Linked DNA regions of Drosophila melanogaster: region 1 is linked to region 2. The links are chromatin contacts, called in public Hi-C maps. All regions are on one chromosome and are shown on one strand. The core of a region is the stretch at or near the end of the contact, and the rest is flanking DNA. Distances in the headings are between cores, read along the strand shown.

Region 1 (6,979 bases), core at 3,901-6,400, 300 kb before region 2:
CCCCGAAAGTTTCGTTTTTGACCCGAACTCTGCCAAGTCACCTGAATTACTAGGGTCTTTATAATAGTCTACGGAATTGGAGGGATCAATTATATTAAACTTTTTATAGAAACATTCCACAGTAAAGATCTAAATATAAGATTATAAAATTTAATGTTTTCCCGTTTAACAATGTTTTGTATTATTTTTTAATATTTTTGAAATTATCTATATTTTTTCATTGAAAATTTTATTTTATCAAATGGGTTTTCTAAGTATATATCTTATCTTAAAGAACTTGTGATTGATTAGGAAAGGAATAAAGGTAGTGTAAATCAGCCAAAGTGCCAAAGAGTTCAAAGGGGCCAATGAGATTCTTAGGAAGTCCAAACAAGGTCCCTTGCTAGCTTAGCACACAACCTAGACAATTTGCAGTCCCCGATCCGATACCTTCTGCCACCCATCTCACCACTCCATCTGTGTCCGTAGTCCTTGCGCTGCGCTGGTAAATATGCAAAGTCTATTTTGTAAGCCCAATCTTTAAGTATTCCGATTTTGACTGTTTAAATGTGTGGTGTCTGGTCTTGCTTTTGTTGTACACTATATGATAAACGATTATTAACTATAAGCAAATCATTGGTGAAAGTATTGCTTGCTCTCTATTTACCTCTCGAACTAAGTGTAATCCATATATCCAAAATCATAAACAAAAACAAAAAAAGAAACAAACCCATGACACCATAAAAATAAAAAGCTAACCTTAAAGGGATTCCCATTACGGTGCGAGGGTTTTCGATTGGGCTAAACTCATGGTTTATTGTCCCTGAATAAGGGCACACACATAATACGTACATACACACTCACACACACATACACCCCCCATACATACATATACATGAAAACAGAAGGACACACGCTGAATGCCATTTACCCATACAAAGCTATACTAATTGTTGACTTATTTCCCTTGTTTTCCCCAAAACAGCGGCACTGTCGCTTAAAGCATTCCGGGGATATTCGGATCGAGACCCTTGAGCGAGGAGCCAGTGTCTCGGCGAACGCACCACCCATCTACCGACCCCTGGGAGCAGGTGCCAGCAACGAATCCCAGTCCCACATCCACAATCCGTCGAATCCCATCACCAGCAACATCCTGAAGTCCGGCAGCAACACGAATGCCAACAGCAACATCAACAGCAATAGTGCGCAGCCCCTGCTGCTGACCACCAAGCAGCTGGAGCAGATCTTCCACACACCGCTCTCCGCCAGCGCCGCAGCCGTGGTGAATGCGGCCAACACCCAGCAGGATATCCAAGCGGCGGCAGCCTATTGGGCAGCAGCCTGCAAAGCAGTGGTGGCCAACAGCAGCGCCGAGGAGTTGCTGCAGTTGCAGCAGAATGACCAGATCGAGATAACCCGCCTGCCGACCACGACAGAGCACTCCATCGGATCCAGCGGCAACAATACCAAGAGCAAGCAGCAAAAGTGTCCGGTCTGTCCGTACATCTCGGAGAGCAAATCCCAGATGAACTACCATGTGTCGCTGCACAAGCCCACGCAATACGAGTGCCGCCTGTGCACATTTGTGTGTGCCAAAAAGCAGCATCTGAGCAGCCACATGAGAACGGTGCACCAGCAGCAGATGGTGGCATCGGGAGCAGGTGCAGCCGCAGGAGCAGCCGGAGGAGTAGGAGGCGGCGGAGCTGCCTCACTGGGTCTGGACTTTAGTGTGGCCCTGCAGTTGGCCGCAGCTGCCAAGCAGGTGCAACAACTGCCCGCCTCAACACCACTCTCCATCGATTTGTCCCAGATCCAGATGGATGCCGCCTCCGATGCGGAGCTCAATCCACAGCAACTGCCGCCGGAGTACCAGTACAAGCTGATTAGTTACTGTCCCAGGTGTCCGGCTCGCTTTGCCCAGAAGCACAATGACGAGCGCAATGCCAAGCAAGAGCTAGAGCAGCATTTGCTGGCCCACAGCGATCAGGAGCCGGAGGATCAGGATCCGAGCTATGTCTGCGCCTATTGTGAGTATCGTACGTCGGAGGAGACTATGCTCCAACTGCACCGTGCGGTGCACATGTCCCACTACCAGGAAAAGTGCCAGGAGCTCTATAGGAACTGCAAGGAGGATGTCGAGTATCCGGCACCCAAGTTGCTGCAGCTGACTGGTCCCGAAACCATTTGGGTGGTGGATAACGAATTGAGCTTGCAACTGCTGCAGCAGACTACCGGCGGTGCAGTTAGTACCTCCACCGGTGGGTTTGACAACCAGAACTCTCTGCTCAAGAAGCAGCTGGAATCGGGCGGTGGTCAGATGGTCCCACTTCCCCTGAAAGTATCCGTTAACAAAAACGAGGCGGAAGTCCCCGAGGAGGACGAGGAGCGACATAGCAGCTCCACACCGTCGACCAGCGCTTCGGTGGCCACCAGTGATTTGGCCGCAGATGGCAGCAGTGATGCAGGATCCGTTGACATGCCCCAGTCCATTCCGGCACCGGAACGCTGCCTCCACTGTCCATTCGAGACGCAGCAGCACGAGGAGCTGATGCAGCATCTACAGAAGCACGCCTGCGTAAATCCTCCACCTCCGAACTGCCAGAAATGTGCCCATTGTGATTACAATGCCAATGAGGAGGCGGAAATGGAGGAGCACACGGCGCTGCATTTCAATGCTGGTGAGAAGCTCAAGTCCGTGGAGTTCTTTACCTGCTACGATCAGCTGGAGATCAGCGTTGAGCGGGAACCGGAAGAAACCGCTGACTCAAAGGTGGAGCAGACCGAGCACAACAACAACCAGGACAATGTGATGAACGCCAATGTGCAGCAGCAGCAGCAACAGCAGCCAAGCAGCAGCGGCCCAGATGAACAGCCAGCTGTCGAGGGAATGGAGGAGTCGTCGGCCAAAAAGTCCAGCACAAAGTTGATTCTGTACAAGAACGATGGCGGCTTGAGTGTGAAGCTCTCCCAGGATGAGGGCGCCAATTCAGAGTCCCAGAAGAGCGAGAATATCAGCGATCGCCTGCGCAGAAGGATCCTTCGGGGAAGTGCCAACCAGTCGGAGGACGCCACTTCCACCTCCGGCCAGGAGCGACCCGCAACACCGGAAAAAATGATACTGGTCAATGCCCAGACGGGCAAAGTCATTTCCAGAAAGTAGGCCACATCCAAGGGTCGAACCTTTTATTTAATTTAATCCATAATTTATCCAACTAAGCTTATGGTTATTTTTCGATTTAAGTGAGTTTTGGTTTTGTTAATATTTTGTTGTTGCTTATGCTTTTCCATATTTTTTTTTGGGTATGCGTTAGTGGAGTTGGGGATTCGTTTTAGGCACCTGTTTTGGGATTTCTATTGTCACTAACACACACCCACTTATACACACCTAGTTGGAACATGTTCCTGCACTTTTACGTTTTTTCTAGAACCTAAGGTAATTAAGTAACGATAATTTATAAACAAAAAAGGAATGAAATACCATTATTCGAATACTTTGCAAATGGGATAAGCCGGAATTCTTAATGTAATTACTTGCTAGAACGGTGCAAAATGTAATTTAAACTAATCGTATTGTAACTTATCAAAGAGATAACTATAGAAGGCATTTTAATATAGAACCTATATATATATATTTACCATCGGCTTAATATATTAAATTGGAAAACCAACCCAATCCGAGCAAGATCCAAAAGCGTTTCAAGGAAATCAACTTTGTACAGGAGAAAAAGAGATAAATTCAAAATTATGTCTTGCTACAAATAATTCGTTTAATTTTTCGAATGGGAACTGTGATTATTGATAATTGTAAATGCAAAAAAAAAAAGAAATAAGAAAGTGAGCGCGTATATCATGCAATGAATATGGTACTATATACATACTATATAAATCTATACATATATATATATTTACACACAGCTGCTGCAAAAATAAAAACTATAGAAACAAAAAGAAACACATTTAAAATGCAATTGAAAAATCAACAGAGAATAGGGAATTTTTTGCAATATTTGCAATATTATTTTGTACAAGTGCAGCACACATTTAAAATTAGTTAATAGTAATTAGTTTCTACTACGGATTAGTTATGTTCTCATCATTAGTGCGAATGTTTTCCAGCAAACGGCGTCTTTGTAGCACAGTGTAGGCGTTAACACTACAAACAAAATGTTATCATTAAACTATAAGCAAACAAAAAGAACACATGTGGAATAGCGGGGCCATATTTAAATAGTTTAAACTTAATGCAAGGAAACATTTGAAAACAAAGCAAATCAAAACCAGAAGATATAGCGCAAACAAGCGATATGTATACAGAATCTAACTTGGATATAAATGCAAACCGCCTTTGATATGCATATATACATCTTATATCGATACGAATATCTATACACACAATATATTATATATTAAATAGTCCTTAACATTGAACTACATTTAAACTTAAAGCTAGTGTAAATAACTTAGTTTTGTTTACTGCGCACACAACCACACGCAACACTTACACACACCACACAAACACACAATAAGATTTACGGCATTGAATTACAAAAGAGAAAATGTACAAAAACAATTGTTAATAAAGAAATCAAATAAAAACAACACAAGTTGCATTTACAATTGACCGATTATCTGTATGTTTGGTACTTCTATTTAAAAAAGAAATCGAATAATTGGGTTCAGATCTAAACGCCAAAAGTAGTTTCTAAAAATTCAAATCATAATGCAAAATAGTTCATTGACTTCTATTAAATTGAAAGCACTTCAACATTTTTCTTTTTTCTTTACTGAAATCAAACATCAAAATCAAGCATTCTTTTTTAACGGAATTTTAATTTGAAAGGTAGCCTGCGTAACGGTATAGCGGTATATCAATTTAAAAGTGACTTTCAAGATACGGCAACTCTGTGAAACGATTGAATGTGGAACAAAAGATTATTTTACTCTTTTTCTTTTAATTAAAGAAAAAATAATAATAATCAAAAAGGGATATGCAATGCTATTCCAGATTACTCTTACTGAGATACTTAAATAATAACTCTCCAAATAATCAAAAGAGCCAAAGAAAATATAAAATCATATATACTATTTAGCTCCCTGTTGCAATTCCAATCGTTTCACAATCGCTGCCAAGTCAGCTACGCAAATTTGAGGGTATATTTCATAGTTGTCGGTACGGTAACACTGAGAAAGCCGTTTTGTTGAAAGATTACAAATGAATTGCGATGCATTTAGCTAAAATTGAACTTTAGCAGAGCCGCAAAACGATAGAGAGCCAACGCAGAGAACACGGAGCCACCCAAACACATGGATACCAAGTCCAATGATGACTCGGCTGGCAGTGACTCGCTGGACAAATCTATGCAAATCAAGTGTGTGATGGTGGAGACAACGACGACGGGCGACGGAGACTCCACAGTCGGAGATCTGGACAACTGCAGCAGGGATTCCGCTGCGGAATCGATTAACAAGGAATCCGGTTCGATGGAGGGAGCCGGCAAGCAGACGGATCACAAGACTGAAGCTGCGGCGGGGTCGTGCGGCGAGGGCGACAGTCCGCAGAGCAGTCAATCCCCACCAGAACATCCGGCCAGCAAATCGCCCACATCTCCATGCACTGCCTTCGAGACGAAAGTCAAGCTTATATCACAGAACCTCAAGGAAACCACGCTGGCGGAGAGCACCGGCGCCTCCGTATCAGCATCCACATCCACATCAACACCCACGTCCGCCTCTAGTAGCATCAGCGGCAGCATGCTGGAGTCGCAGCAGACACCCAGCCAGTCCACCCCCGAAACAACAGATTCCGCCTCGTCGTCCGTGCGCGTGAAGAAGGTACGCTTCCATCCGGACGTCAAGGAAAACGACGGCGGGAACTGGATGAAAAGAAAGCGACGCTCCATGCATACCAAACGAACCTCCTCGCCCAGCGGCGCTAACTGTGATGGCATGGAGCTGGACGGTGAGTACGAGGACAACGATGACGATGAGCAGGAGGAGGCGGAGGAGGAGTTCGATCTGGCCAAGACAATCGCCGAGGCGGAGGATTACCTCAAGCAGCACCCGTTGACATACGTGCAGCGCGTCGAACAGAACGGCGAGCGGCTGCAGGATGGACTGCTCAGCATCGAGGATATGCTAAACGAAGTCGGCGAGGAGGTGGTCACCGAGTACAACGACGAGGACTTCTTCAGACGCATCAAGCCCGAGAATGGCATTGAACGCATTCTGGGCAAGGAGACCAAGGCGGGAAAGGTACGTTTGCAATACGAAAGCAATAAACTATCAGTACGGTTTAGGGTTCACAAATTTTCTATGAATTCGATTACAGTTTCATTTACAACACATTGTTGGTTTATTCATATCATATTTAGTAAACAAAAATTCTAAGCTGGAAAAGGTTTGCTATATGACTTTTGCTTTTACAAAATAAATAAGCCAAAGATCAGCTTTCTTTACTTTGTAAAGCGAAGGAAAACTTTTAAACAGTCTGAATCTTATGTAGTTTGCCCTCTATCCCAATTGTAGGTATCATTTAATAACCTTAATATCCTTGCAGGTTGAATTCCTTCTGCGCTACGAGAACCAAGGCGGACTCTTCTGGCAATCGGAGGAGTTCATCAAGCGCACGTGCCCCTCGCTGCTCAAGGCCTACGAAATGAATCGAGAACGACGTCAGCAGCGCTTGGTTAGTCCTTATCCTAATTAAAACCACATATAATGCCAGTTTGTAATTCAAATGCTTGTGTTTTGCAGATGCATCACGTTGCCAAAAGGCAGAGTCTGCGACAGCGATACACGGATTTCTAGTAGCGGTTACTTAGGTATTAGGTTCATAATTAGGTTCCACATAATTGTAACATTTTTGTAAAATGAAGTAAATGATTTTCTTTTGTTGAACAAAAATAACTAAACAACACTTGCTTTTCATTATGTGTCATGAGGAATATAACCATTTTGGTAGGCCTAATTTTTGATTTCCCATCGTTAATCAGTTCGCACC
Region 2 (7,303 bases), core at 243-2,742:
CAGTGGTGGGCGAAGATGGGCATGACCTCGGAGCAGCTGTCCTGCGGCCTCAGGTCCCACAGATCCTTCTCCTCCAGCGGGTTGCGATAGCCCTTGAGGGCCATTTTGTCGAACCACTGATAGGTGATGCGGGAAAGGAAACTGGCTGACAGTTCGGGAATCTCGTTCTCACCCCTCTGGTACTTGGTTTGTCTGGGCATTCCGTCCGCGAAGCAGTTCAGGATCAGCATAATGCTGGTGAAGGTGAAGAAGATAAAGAAGCTAACGAACTGATACTCCTCCCAGGAAAAGTCCTGCTCGGATGGCTGTTGCGAATTCAGAATCTTCTGGCGCTCCGCGTCCAGTCGAACTTCAGTGCGGCAGCGGGGAATCGACAGCACAGTGAGCAGGAACCAGAAGATGAACTGACATCCCGTGGTCTGCACGCCATACTTTCGATTCAGCGGGATGAATATGAAGAGCAACAGGAAGGTGGCGAACTTGATGATGGGACCCCAAACATCCAGGTCGTAGAGCGGCAGCTCAGAGTCGCCGCCCTTCTTGACCAGCGCCATAATTAGGTCCAGGGCAGTGATTACCAGCAGACCCAGATTCACCAGAGCTTTGCTCACGTTCAGCTTGTTCCACGGTATATTCCTGTCCAAACTCGCCTTCAGGTAGTAAAAGTCAAAGATCACGAACGCCCAGTAGAAGGCGCAGGGTGTCCAGACCAGCGCCGTTTGCTCAAAGCAGGGCGTAAAGTCCGGATCGTTGGTATACCATGTCTCTGTTGCGTTCTGTTCGTTGGACACACGGAAACCATACATTTACACTATGCATTCGGATTGAACACCACTGCTGATGCACTCACCCAGAACGTGGATCCGCAGAATCTGTCCATCGGCGAACTAGTGTCATCCGCCATGGTTACTCGACTGCTCGGCAACCTCCTCCACGTGCAATTGGGCTATATGCGTATGCTATATCGGGCGATGTGGTAACTGTAAAGCGGCAAGGAAATAAACGGATCTATATTTTCGGGCCAACAGCTGTTCCTTCCCAAGCCGCACAACTACAACAACCGCTAATCGTGACAGTGGGAAGTTGATTGCTAGTATTTTTCTGGTATTTCGCGGGCACAGTGGGTGTCGGATGGAAAATGAGTGTATAATTCTGCACTGCGTGTTATTTTAATTGTTTATATTGATTTAAGTGAAACTTGTAATTTTTGTACATAAATTATTAAAATACATTTGCTTGGAAAACTTAGTAGAAGCAAGTAGAAATCAATTGCATTTGCAACAGCAAAAATACAAATGAATTTCTTAAATTTGGATTAAGCTTTTAAAGTTTCATATAGAAATTCATAGCAATTATTCTCGAAAATTCTTGTCATTTACTTTTTATTAATGAGCACCCTGTACAGGGAAAACGCCTATCTAGTATTTTTAGCCTATCGCATGGCATTAAATGTTTTTCCACCGGCGTTCACACTGTCACATTAGTTTTCATTTCAATCGAGTTGACAGCTCCATTCTGGCAAATAAAATTTGCGTTTTTCGCTCGTCGCTCAGCGCAAAAATAGCATTTGCATTGGATTAACTCGTAACTGGCAATTGAAATCGTGCAGCAAAATGTCGCGTCGTTCCAATTTCATTGAGGGCAACGACAATTTTCGCGACCAGAACCTGCGCTTTGTGCGGGTAAGCAAAACTTGAGAAATTCGATGTGAGGAACTATCTGCGCCACTAAAGATGAACTTGTTTTTTTTTTTTTTCATTTTCTAAATGCAGAACGAGTTTGAGGACAATATTAACCAGTACTTTGGAGGCGCCGATCCGGAGGGCAGCGGCCCGCAGCAGAAACCGCCGCCGCGAGACTCGCTGATTGTCCAGCCGACCGCAGGTAAGTGGCGTCCATTGCAACAGCCGGAGCTTCACATGGCACAGCAATCGCTGCCGGTGGCGCGGAGAATCTAACCGGAGATTACAGCCAGCTAGTAGTAGGCATGACTCTGGGTTTATGGTCTACTTAGCACTTGTGTGTGCACAGTAATCTCTGCGAGCGCGGAACCATGTCAACCTGATAAACATCTCACGTCGACGTCGATTGCGCGTAATCGCTCGGGGTGGTACAGTGAACCCGCGATAAGGCGAACAAACGCACGCGAATGGAACACGTCATAGGACAGAAAAACCCATCCTAACGAATCTTCGACAAGACTTTAAAAACCAATTACGAATATTGAAAACATATCCGAATTACTTGTATTTAAAATTGAATCAATTGCTCTAAATTTTTTAATTAATTCCGTAAGTTAACTATAGTTTGTGCACACTTTTTGTATATTCAAATTTCCAATCTTTTAATGGTTATTAATTAGTATTTTGCACTTAACTATTGGATAATTCGTCAAAACAAAGGCAAAAAATCAATTATCCAAACAAATCAGTTTAATTCCTATGCACACTATTATTTGACAAACTATCTATCGTATTGAAACAAAAAGAGGGTTGAGCGGGTAGTTAGTACGAAGTTTTGTAATCTAGCCGTCGTTATTGTGCGCTACGGCAGTTAAGTGTTTACATGTCCAGGGCCACTTGGAGGAAGGTCTAATCGCGCCCACTTGAAACGATAGTTTATAGTCCAGCGAGATTGTACAATGCCAATGACAAATGAGCGACTAAAACGTGTTTCCCCGCCTCGAAGAAGAACTAATTTACACAGAGATACACACAACTAAAAAGAAGGAATGAGAAACTTTAAGCGAATCTTGAACGGAGCTCATAAAAGGTATTGGGCTAGTCACATTTTATGGGCGCCAAAAACTTGTTTGCCCCGTACACGCATGTGTTTTAAGCCATTTGACTTTAGATAAAATTCTAACACATCTGAAACGAGTATTTTCAGTTCGATATAATTAACGGCGAAACCTGTTCCCGCAGCGATTATATAAGCACAAAACAATCGGCAGAAAAAACCCCCTTACAAAACCTAATATTTCAATTGTACGAAATGTGTGTGTTTTGCCTTTACACCCAAGTGAAATTTCTCTTTAAAAACAAAAACGTCGACTCACGATGAGATGCTAAGCAAAATGGCATGGAGATCTCTTGGCTGCACCATAAAATCAAGGAGAAAACCTGACAATTTTCTCAGCAAAAAACGCCACTCTCTTCACAACCTGACTGACACACACGGTTTGTTTGTTCTGGATCAGATCATGCCAGCCGGCACAAATTGTTTACACCGCCAAAGAAGAGTGATTTATTTACAGAATATCAACGACACTCGACACTTGATGACTTTTATTAATAGGGAAAAAGCTGAGATAAGGCTGACTGGCTGCATTTAGCCAAGTGTGCAAACTCTGGAGAAAACAACTTCCACATAGCGAGAATGATTATACGAGCAGCTCCTTATCGGGGACCCCACAGCTGAACCTTATCGTGTGTGCTGCCTGTTGCTGTCCCCCTACTAGACTCTTCCATTGTGTTTGTCGTTGCTCCAGTTATGAATTGCACATCGTAAACCCTATATTGCTCCTAATCGCACACTTGTTTGCTCCACTTGCTGCTGATTCTGAGTCCTTGGAGCTTGATTACCATCGGACTGGGCGAGAAGCTGTCGAACCCACAGATCGTAGGCCATCTTTCAAGGCCTGTGACGTCAGTGGAACCCACGAGGCAATTAACTTCAAATTTGTTCGTACGAACAGCAGTACGACAACCTTGCGCACCACAATTTTTACACTTTTTCTGTTATCAATTAAATAATCGAGCTGCGAGCATGACAAAACACTTAACCATATCAAACTACTTTGAATGTGAATCATCGATTTCTCGTCAGTTCTTTTTTTTTTTTTTCGTATTTCTTTCGTTTGCTGAGAAATGTTTGCGCGGGATATTCTGGAGCCTTTCGGAAATTTCACAATTTCAGGCAAAGAATGTGGACACACAGAGATAGATACACAACACATAGATACGAACGCACACTGGCACACTTGTTCCGCTTTGGCGGAATCCAACAACCACATATCAACAAGGGTATCAAAAATGGACGGCGGTGGTTGTTGTTGGCGGTATCGATGCGACTGAAATGTCACTTATAATTACCTCTACGTAGAAAAAAACTCGCTGCGATTCAAACGAATCGGTTGTGGGGGATCGGAGTGAATAGAATCGAATCGAAACAAAACGAGCCGTAGCGGTTGAGGTCGGATCGCTATTTGGATTTGGATGGAGGGCAGCGTCGGCGGAGCACTTCAAAATCGACGGACAACCGGCTCGTTACGAGCAAAAAGGCAAACTGAATTCGAAGCGAGCGCTGCGAACAAACTTATTTGTTTTCCGCGCTTTCCGTGCTCAAAAAAAAAACAACAAAAATGAGATAATAGCGCCACCTCGGAGAGCGTTTAACTTGGCTCTTTTTGTGGCGCTGACTGCCTGGTGGCCGCCCGATCAATTAAAACCCCCTGCCATCAAAGCACCCGACTCTCCAATAATGCCAAGTTTGTCCAGAATAAAACCCAGCTGAAAGATACCGACTCTCTTTCCTGATTTTAAGTGCCGATTTAAACATATTTTCCTGCTCTGGTGAAATTATTCTGAACCGAAATGGACACACGACGCGACTCTTAAACGTTTTGTTGTCGCAAGAGCAACAAAAGTGGGCCGAAATGATAACGATATCAACAGTAGTCATACAATTAAGAGCATTTAATGGGTGTTTGGTTGCGAATTCTTCACGATTTTGGTATAAGCATGACCATACCTATTGATTATCAGTTTATTGTGTGTTTGATGCCATAAATGTATAATTACTGAGTAGTTTCTTAACAACTACAACTACAGGATTTGCTGCTATGCATTTCGAAAGTACACACCAATAGAATAGAATTCTGTGATAGAATTTCTAATCTAATCAATTTAGATGTTTAATTTAAAATATGAGATAGTGGCAGTGCTTAGTGTTTATAGATTGACAAAAAATCAAACATCAAACTTAGTCAGCATTTTGATAACGACTGAAAAGGCAATCAAGTAGTAATGCAATTGAAATTATCATTTTTTTTTGTGTTGTACAATTTGTTAAAGCAATTAAAGGGTGGGAAGAAATGCAAAACAAAGCAAATCTATTATAGATTTAAACTAAAATTTGTATGCATATTTTCAGTGAGCATTGTCGTCATGAGTAGATTAGATTGGAATTGGTTTGCTAAACGTGACCACATAGCTCTAACCTAAAACGTGTCTGCTTTTTTAAATTTTAAATTTCATATGTGGTACCATGAAAATAGCCAACAGCGAGCTGGACAATCGGCGCCAATTTCTCCGTGACCTGGGCGCCAGTCGGGTGTTGGCCAACGCCTTGGCGCAGCGCACCTTCAATGTGCCCAAGTTCAACCTGCGCCATTTCCAGCGCCAGAGGTTCCGCCTCAGCGTCGAGCTGGGCGACAGTCACCAGGATGTGGTGGACAAGGAGGTGCTCCAAGCCATCGAGGAAGCGGTGGCTAGCCACGACGACGTCGAGTCGCGGCCACGCACTCCGTCGCCGCCGCGGAACATTGATTGGCACAGCGCCAGGATGAATAACTCACCGGCTAATAAGGATCGATCGCGTTCTAGGAATCGTCAGAGAGAGGAAAATTTCCCAAACAACAATCGCGGAGTTGTGGAACAACGGGAGCCAATCAATAGGAATTGTGGACCCGTAAATCGCAATAATCCTGGCATGAATCCTGCTGAGTTCAATCGCAATCGTTATGCAAATGCGCAGGACTTTAATCGAAATAATCGAAATATGGACAGAAGTGAATTCAATCAAAATAATCGCAATTTCAACCGAAATGAGGGTTCACGTCCCAATCCACAGGATTTCAATCGTCCCAATAGAAATCAAAATCCACAGGATTTCAATCGTCCCAATAGAAACCAAAATCCACAGGATTTCAATCGTTCCAATAGAAATCAAAATCCACAGGATTTCAATCGATCTAATAGAAATCAAAACCCCCAGGATTTCAATCGTCCCAATAGAAATCAAAATCCACAGGATTTCAATCGCAATAATCGTAATGCCTATCCGCATGAATTCAATCGTAATATCCGAAATGATAACGAGCAGGAATTTAATCACAATCGTAATGCAGTCAATGATGAATTCAATCGCAATACTCGTAATGTTAACAACCAAGCATTCCCTCAAGGACATAACCATAACAATCGTAATGCGAATGCACAATTCAATCGCAAAACTTTTGACGAGAACCCAAACTTTAATAACCAACGTTTTCAAGGACCAAATCACCAGATCAACTATCGTGTTCAGATGCCAAACAATGATCATTCCCAAGTAAACAACAATCGCAGGCCTGGTAATCAGAACTTCGTTTCGAATCAGCAACCCAACTTGGATCGTAATGCTATAAGCGATGACGGCATTCAGCTGCCAAGAGATCGATTCCGTTCGCCTGAAGCGCATCCAAAACAACCACCATATCCACGTAATGTGAACGCTGACCAGGTTGGAAACCGTGGACCCCAAAAGAGGCACAATTATCAGCGTATTGTGAATGACAATCAAATAATACTACGTCGCACCGACTGGACTGACGAAGAAGAGGATCTAGATCTAGAACACCATGATATAGACGACTATATACCCGATGAACGCGAATTTCTTGAAGATGATGCCGATTTCATCGATGACACAAATGATACACTTATGAATGATGATCAGTATGAGGGTTACCACTCAAGGGGTAATCAACACTACATCCAAGATCATAACATCGATGATCGTAATTCATATGGACGCAATCGCAACGATCGTAACTTTGAGGGCATTAGGCGCCAGTTTGATCCAGAACTCGATCGACGCAACTTAAACGACAACTTCAATCAGCGAAACAACTATTCGCGTGGCGGTGACACCGTACGCTTTCCCCGAAGGGAGGATGACACATTCCAAGGCTCAAATAACCCTAATTTTCCACCGAACTATCCAAACACTATTCTCCGTGGATCGGGTTCTGGAAATCGTTGCCGCGATACGAGCTCTAACAGACCCATGGGTCCCAATCAAAACAGACGAAGCCGCCTACCAAATGCTGATGAAGCTGCTCCAAGTGTGGCCCATTCTGGGGGTCCCATACAAGATGGAACTAATTTAAATCGTAGAATCAATAAAAATTTAAATCCTGGCAAGGGGCCAGATCGCATCAATGCTGGGACTCCTAATCAACCCAGATCCAAGTCAACCACATCTCAAACTCGAAATCTAAATCCTGATATTCCAAACAAAATGGTCAAGAAGTCGGCGG

What was found. A called contact is a pair of places that touch in the nucleus more often than the background predicts.
Region 1: a contact with region 2 is called in a Hi-C map of the Kc167 cell line, with 7 times the contacts expected there. A contact is called at or near these places in 10 of 107 Hi-C or Micro-C datasets (the Clone 8 cell line, the D17-c3 cell line, the Kc167 cell line and 5 more) and 1 of 7 datasets of targeted methods (the Kc167 cell line).

Annotation. Positions count from the first base shown.
Region 1 is chr2L:13,019,483-13,026,461 of dm6, reverse strand. CG9933 reads left to right here and starts at 5,150. Exons shown (of 3, transcript NM_135754.4): 1 at 5,150-6,231; 2 at 6,536-6,664; 3 at 6,733-6,887. The coding sequence starts at 5,284. The coding sequence ends at 6,786. It overlaps CG9932, which reads left to right. Exons shown (of 7, transcript NM_001273500.2): 7 at 965-4,594. The coding sequence ends at 3,139.
Region 2 is chr2L:12,716,032-12,723,334 of dm6, reverse strand. Pih1D1 (PIH1 domain containing 1) reads left to right here and starts at 1,492. Exons shown (of 5, transcript NM_135746.5): 1 at 1,492-1,682; 2 at 1,773-1,884. The coding sequence starts at 1,614. MRP (Multidrug-Resistance like Protein 1) reads right to left here and starts at 4,290. Exons shown (of 13, transcript NM_001316390.1): 1 at 4,095-4,290; 2 at 851-980; 3 at 1-776. The coding sequence starts at 904.